2 separate regions of the Ovis aries genome follow, and region 1 is linked to region 2. A link is a contact called in public Hi-C data. All regions are on one chromosome and are shown on one strand. Each heading gives the region's core, a stretch centred on a gene start, on an enhancer-like site or on the middle of the called end of the contact. The rest is flanking DNA. Distances are from core to core; before and after follow the strand shown. Region 1 overlaps LIMCH1 (LIM and calponin homology domains 1). Region 2 holds the start of LIMCH1 (LIM and calponin homology domains 1).

The links. A called contact is a pair of places that touch in the nucleus more often than the background predicts.
Region 1: a contact with region 2 is called in a Hi-C map of tail adipose tissue, with 2.3 times the contacts expected there. The contact joins the enhancer-like site here to the promoter of LIMCH1 in region 2. A contact is called at or near these places in 2 of 16 Hi-C or Micro-C datasets (mixed tissues and tail adipose tissue).

Annotation. Positions count from the first base shown.
Region 1 is chr6:61,038,450-61,043,730 of ARS-UI_Ramb_v3.0, reverse strand. The region is part of intron 1 of LIMCH1 (LIM and calponin homology domains 1); the gene reads right to left. Among named protein-coding and RNA genes, the nearest start is that of LIMCH1, 110 kb to the right of the region's middle. Within about 2 kb of position 2,175, at least 4 of the 54 cell types and tissues checked have an H3K27ac peak or open chromatin away from gene starts, as enhancers often do.
Region 2 is chr6:60,933,067-60,938,223 of ARS-UI_Ramb_v3.0, reverse strand. LIMCH1 (LIM and calponin homology domains 1) reads right to left here and starts at 2,513. Exons shown (of 27, transcript XM_060417028.1): 1 at 2,376-2,513. The coding sequence starts at 2,471. It overlaps LOC132659945 (a long non-coding RNA gene), which reads left to right and starts at 1,600. Exons shown (of 2, transcript XR_009601030.1): 1 at 1,600-1,805.

The sequences.
Region 1 (5,281 bases), core at 926-3,425, 110 kb before region 2:
CTGTCCTACCTCTTTCTTGGAAGGTGTTGTGGCCTAGACCTGAGTTTGTGACAATCTTCTCCGCAGGACCAGAATCACCTCTGCTCTCTCTGTTCTGCTGCCTCACAGTCCACCCTCTATTTCCCCTGTCTCCAAACCCTGGATCTCTCAGACCCTCTAGGGGTGGACCCAGCACCAGTGTTTTAAACAAGATCCACCCCACCCCCACCCCAAAGAGACTCTTACTCTAGTTTAGACTATGCATCCCTTTAAGAGGCAGGGCTAGAACTGTCATACATATGCCCAGTGCCTACTGCAGGGCTGGTCACACAGCAAAAGCTCAAAAATATTTATTAAATGAAACAATCCACAGTAATTTCAACTTCAAAAAGGATGTAAGTCTTTAAATCTCTTCTTTTGCAAATGAGAGGCTCCTCCATTCCATGTCTCCCTCACCTCAAACCTCATCTGCACCCCACCTTGGGTAGCATCTCCAAACAGATCCCTAACTCAGAATGTTTCCTAATGGCAGCATCTGCTCACCTGCTTTCCATTTATCCTTGACACTACCTCCCACCTACTAGATCAACATTTTGTTTCCATTGAGATCTCCAATTGCCCTGTTCTCCTAACCCATCACTACTGTTTCAGCTTTTGCTAACCATTCTTTGCAGTTGGGCTCCATGACTGACAATTTTAGATGGAATCACCATTTCCTGATTTGCCAAGGCTTGGGTCACAGGTACTCTGCACCTATACCCTTAAACAACTCAATTTAGTGGATGGCTCTCTTCCCAAAACTTCAACCACCACTTCACTGAGAGCAGCTTTCAAATTTACATTACTAGTCCAGTCTCTAACAAGATCCCAATATGACGCCTAGATAGCTTCACATACATAGCTTTCTGGATAGCAACAAGTTTAGCATCTCTCCTTCCAAAGCAGATCCTTCTCCTGGTTTTCCTGTTACTTCTAAAACTACTACTAGAAGCTTTGCCACAGAGATGAATGTCAGTACCTGTCTTCTCTTTGCAACCCCCCACCCCGGTCTTCATCATTCCATTATTTTATGAGGTCTGTTCAATTTATTCCTTCACTGCCTCTCAAATCTAAATTTACCTTTCTATTTGCACTACCCTAATACATCCTAATGACAGCTTATATACCAGCACTGCCCAATAGAGCCCTCTGCAATGATGGAGATATTCTATATCAGCACTGTCCAATATGGTAGCCACAAGCCCCATGTGACTATTGAGCACCTGAAATACAGCTAGTGCACCTAAGAACGGGAACTTTAAATCTCATTTCATGTAAACAGTTACATGTGGCTCGTGGCGACCATACTGGACACTGTTAATTACTCCCCATTGTCTCAGCATAGATATAGCCAATTATAATACCACATGTGCCAGTCATTTGTTGCCTCTCAGATCCATTCCCTGCTGTCCAGCCCCATCTCTGTTTTACATCACAGGGGACTTCTAGTTCCCAGCTGCCTCTGACAACTGGCTTCCAGGCAAGTTGTCAGTGAGCGGCTTTGGTGAACAGTGGGCAGGAGCAGTAGAAAAGTCAGGGAGCTTCTCCATCCCTAGCGTTGCCTCGGGTGGCATTTCTAGCAGTAGTCCCCTCCCTTCCAGAGTCCCAGCTCTCACTGGCAGTCTTCATCACAGTTCTATCTCTCACTGAGCAGCCTCACTCTCTGGGCTCAGGTCACACTATTTTCTCCCTTGATCCTTTCAGCTCTAGGAGTAGTAGCACCTTCCTACCATTACTAATCTCTGGGTTGGCTCACTGTCAGTTTAGGCTTCTTAGCCCTTAAACCATTACCAATCCATCTATTAAATTCCCTCTGTTAAAATATCCAATATGGTTTTTTTTTTTCCTTAGTAAAGACTGATACTCCATCCAGACGTGTCTCCTCTTTAATTTGTCCTGATAATTGTTATCATGAAACCAGCCATAATCATCGTCACCATCAAAACAATATGCGATATAAAAGTACATCAGAAATCATCATTTAAACAGTGCTTATGTCAAGCATTGGGGTTTTGACATATCATAGTTCATTTTTTCCCTATAAAACCCTAGGAGGTCAATATTTTTATCCCCATTTTATAACTGAGTCCAGTGAGGCTTAGAGAGCAGCTTACACAGGTTAAATAGCAACTAAGTGACTCAGCGTGTCTCAAGAGTGCATATCAGGTCACACAAATTCCTTCCTCTCTAGTACACTATTCAGACACTGTCAATTACTCCCCATTGTCTCAGGAAAAAGTTCAACTTCCTCAGCCTGCTCTTCAGAATAGAGTCTCAGCCATCCAGCTTTAATCACCCTTCCAGTCACAGCCCTACTTTCTCCTTATTCATATCCAGACTGACAACATGCAGCTTTCCCTACATACGTGATTAGTGTTTTCCCACCCCTATTCTATCCCTTAGGTACCTGTCAAGGCCTATTCAAAATTCAATTTGACTTCAGCATAATAATTATAATTATTGGTGCTTTGGAAACAACATTATAATTCCATCTGTGCCAGTCATTTGTTACTCAGATCCATTCCTTGCTGCCCAAACCCCTCTCTGTTTCACATCACAGAGAAGTGATGTCTACTGTTTCCAAAGCGCCATCATCTCACCTTTCTCTGAAATTTCCCACTCAATAAGTTCTCATTTATTTCTCCAATGTTTGGCTTATATTCTAGCGTGTTCTTATCTTAATACTACCTTTATAAAATTGCAAAGTCTTTGGAGAGAAAAGATGGTGTTTTAAAGATTTTTTTAAAAATCTCTCATCAGCATCTAAGAGTGACATTTACAAATGAACTTTTAGATGATCTGAAAAATATTTGTTTAGGTCACGTACACAAGCCTTCACAGATGCAGCGTCATGTGACTTCTCAGGAAAAAAATGGAAGTCAAAGACCTAGGTTCTTTCCAAATTCCTAGCTTCACCACATCAGGAGCATAGACTCTACAGTCAAACTGCCTATGTTTTAACTCAGCTGCAGCTCCTAACATCTGTATAATTTGGGACGAGCTACTTAATGGGCTTCTCTTGTGACTCAGCTGGTAAAGAATCCGCCTGCAGTGTGGGAGACCTGGGTTCGATCACTGGGTTGGGAAGGTCCCCTGGAGAAGGGAAAGGCTACCCACTCCAGTATTCTGGCCTGGAGAATTCCATGGACTGTATAGCCCATGGGGTCACAAAGAGTCAGACATGACTGAGTGACTTGTACTTTTACTTAACTACTAGGGTTACTGTTTTCTCACTTTTAAAATGAAAATGATAAAATGACTTCATAGTTCTACCAGGAGAAATAAATGAGCTATTTATACCAAGGGTTTACTTACAACAGTGCCTGGAATATACTAAGTGCTCAATAAATGTTAGTTCTTACTAATATGACATCACTTCCCAAACCAGCGGTATGGTGGAACTGGTTAAAATGCACCTAATTTCTGTAAGTCATGGAGGTAAAGATCTCAGATCCCATAATCTCCCTCTAGGTTTTATTATGGCCTCCAGAAAACAGATAGTCTATACCTATAAAACAATAATCAAATTTATTATAAGTAGAATAATGTCAATGAGACTGTGAAAGCAAGATAAAATTGACTGTTGAAAAGTTAAAGTATTTCAAAAACCTTGTCTAAATTGAGTTATGTATCCAATAAACCCACTGTATCTGATATAGCATGCCTCCTGTAGAGAAGACACATTTTCCCTGTATTTAACTAATGTATAAATTCTGGATTTTTAGGTTTGCTGTGCCCAGTTTCCAAATGGTCCTTTCCCTCTGTGTGCTCTAGCTCTGATGGTCTGAGCATCAGTGACAGAGTACTGGCTGGCATGTCTTTCTTACATAGTAACAGAACATTGTCCTTGTCCTTGAAACCCAGCCCCCATATATGTAGTGGGGAAGTCTAGGCCACAAGGAGAGGCCACAAGTAGGTACTATCGTGTTAGTCCTATCCAAGGTCTCATTGACCTCCAGCATCATCCATGAAACATGTGAGTAAGAGAGCCACAGATCATTCCAGCCCCCAGCCCTTAAGCTGACCCAGCAGATGCTGAATGGAACAGGGACAAGCTACCCCTGCAGAACTCTGACCCAACTGCAGGTCTATGAGTGAAATAAAGTCTGACATTGTTTTCAGCCACTAAAGTTTGGGGTAATTAGTGAGGGAGGCACAGTAACTAGAGCAGATGGTAGGTTATGTGGCAACAGCTAACTGATACAGGCAGTGTCTTCTACCTGCCCCTACCTTAGTGGATCTTCCTCAAAACTGCCGCATTGGTCAAGGAGGGTGGTCCAGGGCACAGTATCATTTTAAATTTAAATCTGATCATTTTTTATTTAATTAGTGAAGACAACGTGTATTACTTGCTGCACCTGGGAAATTTGTGGTTGCTCTTTTGTGCAAGAAAACATCATCCCTCTCTCCCCAAATCAAATGAATATAATAAGAGAAATTAGAAAAATGCATCAGAGTAGTACAGATTTCTGAAGACTACAAAAACAGAGAATCCAATTGGATTGTTCATTTTCTCTGTTAATAAAATGATATCGTATGAGCCCTAAAACAAACATTAATAATAAGCTGTATGAAAAATATAAACACAGTCATGTTCCAAAATAATACCTGATAAAGCTATGCTGCTACTGAGTCATAAGTTTTATAACTCTGATGGGTCAAATATTTTTATTGACAAAATCATTACTGTAATAAAAGATACTGAGCTAGCTATTCCATCAATATCATAAAAACCCAAACTCATGCAGGTAAAACAAAAAGACAGGTGTCTCAGATCCGGGACCTAAATAAAAACAGAAATAAAGGAATATCTAAAAAACAAAAGGACATACTCCATAGCACAGGGAACCCTGCTTAATATTATATGGCAGCCTGGATGGGAGAGGAGTTTAGGGAAGAATGGATACATGTATATGTACGGCTGAATCCCCTTGCTGTCTACCTAAATCTATCACAACATTGTTAATTGACTATATTCCAATACAAAATAAAAAGTCTTTTAAAAAGTAATATGTGTTGAATATTGGGAACATATTCAATATGCTATGATAAACCAGAATGGAAACGAATATGAAAAATAATTTACACACACACGGTGGTGATTCAGTCGCTAAGTCATATCCGACTCTTGCGACCCCATGGACTGTAGCCTGACAGGCTCCTCTGCCCATGGGATTCTCCAGACAAGAAAACCGGAGTGGGTTGCCATTTCCTTCTCCAACATATATACATATATATGTATAATTAGTCACTTTGCTGTATA
Region 2 (5,157 bases), core at 1,264-3,763:
CCTCTCTGGAGCAAACACCTTTTTATACAGCCTGGGAGGGGAAGCTCTCCTTTCCTTGAAACCCAACTCCGCGATTGAAAGGAGATAGGCCGCTTCAATAATGCACATGCCCAGAGAGAGCCACGGCTGCTTCATCCTAAAGCCACACACTGCCCGCTGTGGCTTTCACATTCTTGAGTTGGTTGATCTGGTAAAGCATCAAGAACAATGTCCAACTGTCTATAGGGCCCAATGGGGCTCAGCTTTCTTAAGGAAGCCCTTCTTATTTTAAAAAATCTATGGAACCAGGGCAAAAGCAGATATTCTGCACTGCATAATATTTAGCTTGCAATATACCACCACTTAAAAACAGACTGTGACCTGGACGGAAAATGTTTTAAATCACGACCTAGGTGAGGGGCTATAGTGCTATATGGGCTTCCCTGGTGGTTCGGTGGTAAAGAATCCACCTGCAGACGCAGCGCAGGTTCGATCCCTGGGTCAGGAAGATTCTCTGGAGAAGGAAATGACAACCCACTCCAGTATTCCTGCCTGGGAAATCCCATGGACAGAGGAGCCTGGCGGGCTAGAGGGTTGCAAAGAGATGGACATGACTGAGCAATTAAACAACATAGTACTACTATATACCTAGGTCAAAATTCACGGAGGTGTGCACTTAAGAAGTATACACTCTCCTGTGTGTAACTATACCAAAATACTTTTTTTTTTCAAGTACAGCATGTCCGTGTTACAATGAAGGAAATTGGGAATAAACCACTTGCCTTCAAGAATTGTAAAGTGTTCTGCTCCTATCCCTCCCTTTATCACCATCCACATCAAAAATCTCTCCTGAGAATTTTAAAGTTCAAGAACAAGAAAAACACAATTCTCCAACTCTCAACCAAGCCAGTGACTACAAATGCTTCCTGGATGTCCTATGAACCCAAGTATGAAGCACAGAGGAAGCACCTGTCACAGGCCAAGCCATGCCAGCCACATATCACAGACAAAAGTGATATTTGATGGCTCATGATCTCGTCATGAGCCATCAAATTATGAGAGACATGATTGGGGCTTATAGCAACAGAGCTTTGGGTTTATTCTTCTGTTTTTGTTTGTTTGTTTTAACCCTATTTTTAAAAAGATCTTTCTAAACGCTGACTGAAGCGACTTAGCAGCAGCAGCATCACACTCTGCCCAACACTCTTGCTTCCTCGAAGCAGGTTAACCTGGTAAGGTGCAGGCCTCTGGCTGGAGCATTAGAGCAGCATTAAGTGGTTTCCCCAGGCAGTTCAGCAGATTTCAATCTGTACAACGGCATCGAGACGTGCGGTGCCACAGGGGGGTGTCTCTAAGTGACCGTCTGAGTAATAACAGGCTTCACCATTACCGGATCATGACTTAGCGGTACATTTCTTTCTTTGAACTACCAGGGAGGGTGAGCTGCCCGTCCCTGAGGAAAACAGGGTCAAATTAGCCTCCCACTAAGCTTCAAGAAAGGCTGCCTGCTGAAACAGGCTCACTGCATGGATCATAGGGGGTCACCTTTACCCCCTCGCGCCCTCCAAGCGTCCTAAGCCCCGCAGACACGGCATTTCGGGAGCGCGGGGCCACCACGCTGCGTCCACAGATAGACATCGAGAATCAGGATCGCCCAGCGAGCGCTTCCTGGACTGAGCCAGCCGAGAGCTCCAGTGATTTCCCTGGCCTGCCACCGAGCCATTTAAGAAGTGAAATATGCCAACGGGGGCAGGAACCGGCACCTCTGGGATGGAGAGGGGACTGCCAGTAGATGGGCAACGTCTATGCAGATGGTGCATTCGCAGGTGGGTCTTGCAGGCTCCCGGGCCCACTGTGCTGTGCCAGCCTCACACCTGACCCGGTGCCAGGAATACAACCAGAGGCTCCGGTGGGTGTGCGATTCCGTGAGACATTAACAACTCCGCTCCGGAAGAACGGGGATGGGGGCTCGGGGCGGATGTAGGACGGGGAGCAGGACTCCCGAAATGCGACGTCCACAAGGACTCCGGGGGCTCCCGCTTGATGCGCCTCTGCGGCGCTTCTGCTCGCACTGCGCTTCCCCGGGCAGCGCCTGGAAGCGGCAAGAGCTGAGATTTGCGCGACTGGCGGGCAGAAAGGATGGAAGGGCAGGGTACCGCTTCCCGCCCTCGACACGCACAGCTAGACCGCAGTGTCCTCCCTACGCGCCCACCCTCGCGCCAAAGCGTCCGGGGGTCGCAGCTCGCTCCAGGCCCTGCCGGCTGATCCGGAGCAGCCGGCAAAAGAAAGCGGGGGGTGGGGGAGGCGAGACCAGACCTGTCGTCCTGGTGTGTGTGGGTCGGCGGCTCCGGGCTGCCCCTGCCAGGCCGCCCGCCCGCCCGCCGCGGGGTACCTACCTCGATCCACTTCTGCGCCTCGGAGAAGGCAGGCTCGGGGGGCGGCTCGGGCTGCAGGGGCTGGAGAGCTTCCAGACCGAGAACGGGACAAGCCATTTGCGAAGCCCCGCGTCCACTCGAGCGCCGGGCCGCCGGGATGAGGACGGCCGCCGCCGCCGCCGCCGCAGGAGCGCGCTCCCCGCCCCTTCCCGCCCGCCCGCTCTCCTCCCCGGCCCGCCCCGCCCCCGCGCGGCGCAGGTCCCGGAGGAGCGCCGCGCTGCCGCCGACCACGCCGCCGCAGCTGTTCCCCGCGCCGCCCGGCTCGGCCGCGCCGTGTGTCCCCGCGGGAGCGAGCGCCCAGGCGCCGCGAGCTCCCTCTCCACCCCACCCCACCCCCACCTTCTCTGCGGACTCCGCACCACCCCCTCCCGGGCTGGGGTGTCAGCCACCGACTAAAAATAACCGAGAGTGAGCGCTGAGTGTATCCCTCCCCTGCCCGCAACGCGACCGGGAGAGGGATTCGGCCAGCCTCCCCGCACGTCCCCGCGCCCCGCCGGCTGCGGAGGGCCCAGCAAGTCGGGCGGCCACCTGGCAGACGCGCGGGCAGCGCGGCGCACGCGTCCCCGGGGGAGCCCCCGCTGCCGCAGCCGGGCAGGGGCCGCCCTCACCTGCCGCACCCCGCGCCAACCTTAGCTACGGAAGTGGGGGGAAAGAGGGGCAGCCCTCTGACCCGGTGCCAGGGATGTTCAGTCGCCTGATCTTTCTGTAAGATAAAGAAGATAAACGACCCTTTTTAACCTTTGTCTCTCCAGGCAAGCTACCTGTGTTGATTGATTTAACTCATTTTTATTTTGCACCTACTATGTGTTGGGACCACAAAGATGAAAAAAGACAAGGGAAGAGGGGGAGAGGTGGGGAGAGAAAGAACTGGGAAGTCTTGGCGCTCAAAATAATTACGTTCTAGAGGAAATGGGATAAAAAAGAAGATAATGGTGGAGAGTAATACATGCTAAACAGATAAAAGAGGAGAAGATAAACTATGACCTGGGAAGAGGATATTGCTAACTTCAGATTGCCTCTCCACCTTCACCTGGAAGGCTGACCTGTGGGTCCAGGCTCTGATAATGGAAGGGAGGGCAGGAGGTCAGCAGGCTGGAGGAGAGGGCCGTGGGGATGTTTTAGGTACCTCTTACTGCAGAAGGCTAGGGGATTGGCTGCTCTGCTCCACTCTGAGGAAGGTTGCAAGGCTGGGGCCCCTCGTTGAGTTCTCTGACGGTCCCCTGTCTCCTCTTGTTGCACCCCACTTCTCCATCTCATTCTGGTGTCTGGCCTGCCCACTCCCTGATAATCGTCTCTTTTACTTATTTAGCTACATGGAGGTCTTAGTTCCAGCAGGCAAGATCTTCCGTCTTTTTCGTGAGCTCTTTAGTTGCGGTATGTGGGATCTAGTTCCCTGACCAGGGAAGGAACCCTGGCCCCTTGCATTTGGAGCACAAACTCTTAGCCACTGGACCACCAGGAAAGTCCCAAATGGTCTCAATAAACTCTTCTCAGCCACCTTTATTTGAGCATGCCTGTTCAAATTTTTTTTTTTTGCATGAGAACGCGACTGAGAACGCGACTGATGACAAAGGAAGGTTTTTCTGTCGAGTTGACATGATGAGGTGACATGAATGAGAAAGATGTTAGCCATACAAAAAACTGGAGAAGCCATTTCAGATAGGTGCAGAGGCCTTCAGATGGAAATAAGTTTGGTGGAGGTCATAGGCCCACAGAAGACCAGTGTGACTGGAGTGTGTTAAGGAAAGAATCAGGTGGGAAAAAACAGCATGAGAGAGACAGGTGAGAAGCAGGTGTCAGACCACAGTGGACAGAGCAAGAAGTCCACGGGTGTCTCAGCAGCTAAGTGTCTTCCCTGTTCAGAGTCCAAGTTTTGTCTTTGTCCAATTCTGCTGTTGTAATAGGGGGATGAAACAAAAAAGCAGCCCTGAAATTCCACTATTACTGGCTTTGGAGTCAGACAGGCTTCAGTTTATTTACTTTTAGAACACTTATATGGTGCTTGAATTGTGCCAGGCACTGTTTTAAGTGCATTACAAATAATTGACTAATTCATTCCCTATTCCAACCCTGTGAGATAGGCTATTACCATTCCTAGGAAAAAAACCAGGGGACAGAGAAGGGTGCCGCACAGCTGGTGAGCAGTGAAGCCCTGATTCAAGCCCAGACAGCCTGGCGCCAGATCTACTCTTAACTGCACACCAAGCCGCCTTACCAGGCCCAGTCCAGGCCCTGCCACTTACAATACGTGCCTCAGTTTCCTCATCTCAAATGAGGTTGACATGGCAACATTTCAGCAAATCATTGTGAGGAGCAAACAGGAGTTCTGAATGTGAAAGAACCAAAACCGTGGCCGGCATATAATTAGTGCTCAGCACAAGCCAGCTGACCAGAAAGAACGGGAGGGAGGAGAAATTACAAAAAAGAGTGAAGACCGCAAGCAGAGGAAAAGGGTTAGTAAAATACAGTCAGAAGGTGACCTAGTCTCCGTGAAGAAACATGAAGTGAATAATTGAGAAAATGATCCAGCACACTGATACGAAATACCACTTTAGGCAGATGCCACCGCACGGAGTGACTAGGAGTTGGGAGAGCCCGTTGACCCAAATGACATAGCTGAATCCGTGGAAAACAAGCATTAGGAGTAAATCCACCATATCTCTGAAGTATCTGCTATCAAAATTGGTATTCAAACTAAAGCATATTTTTTTTTCTTTCAGTGAAAATGCTTTTTAAGTCTTTT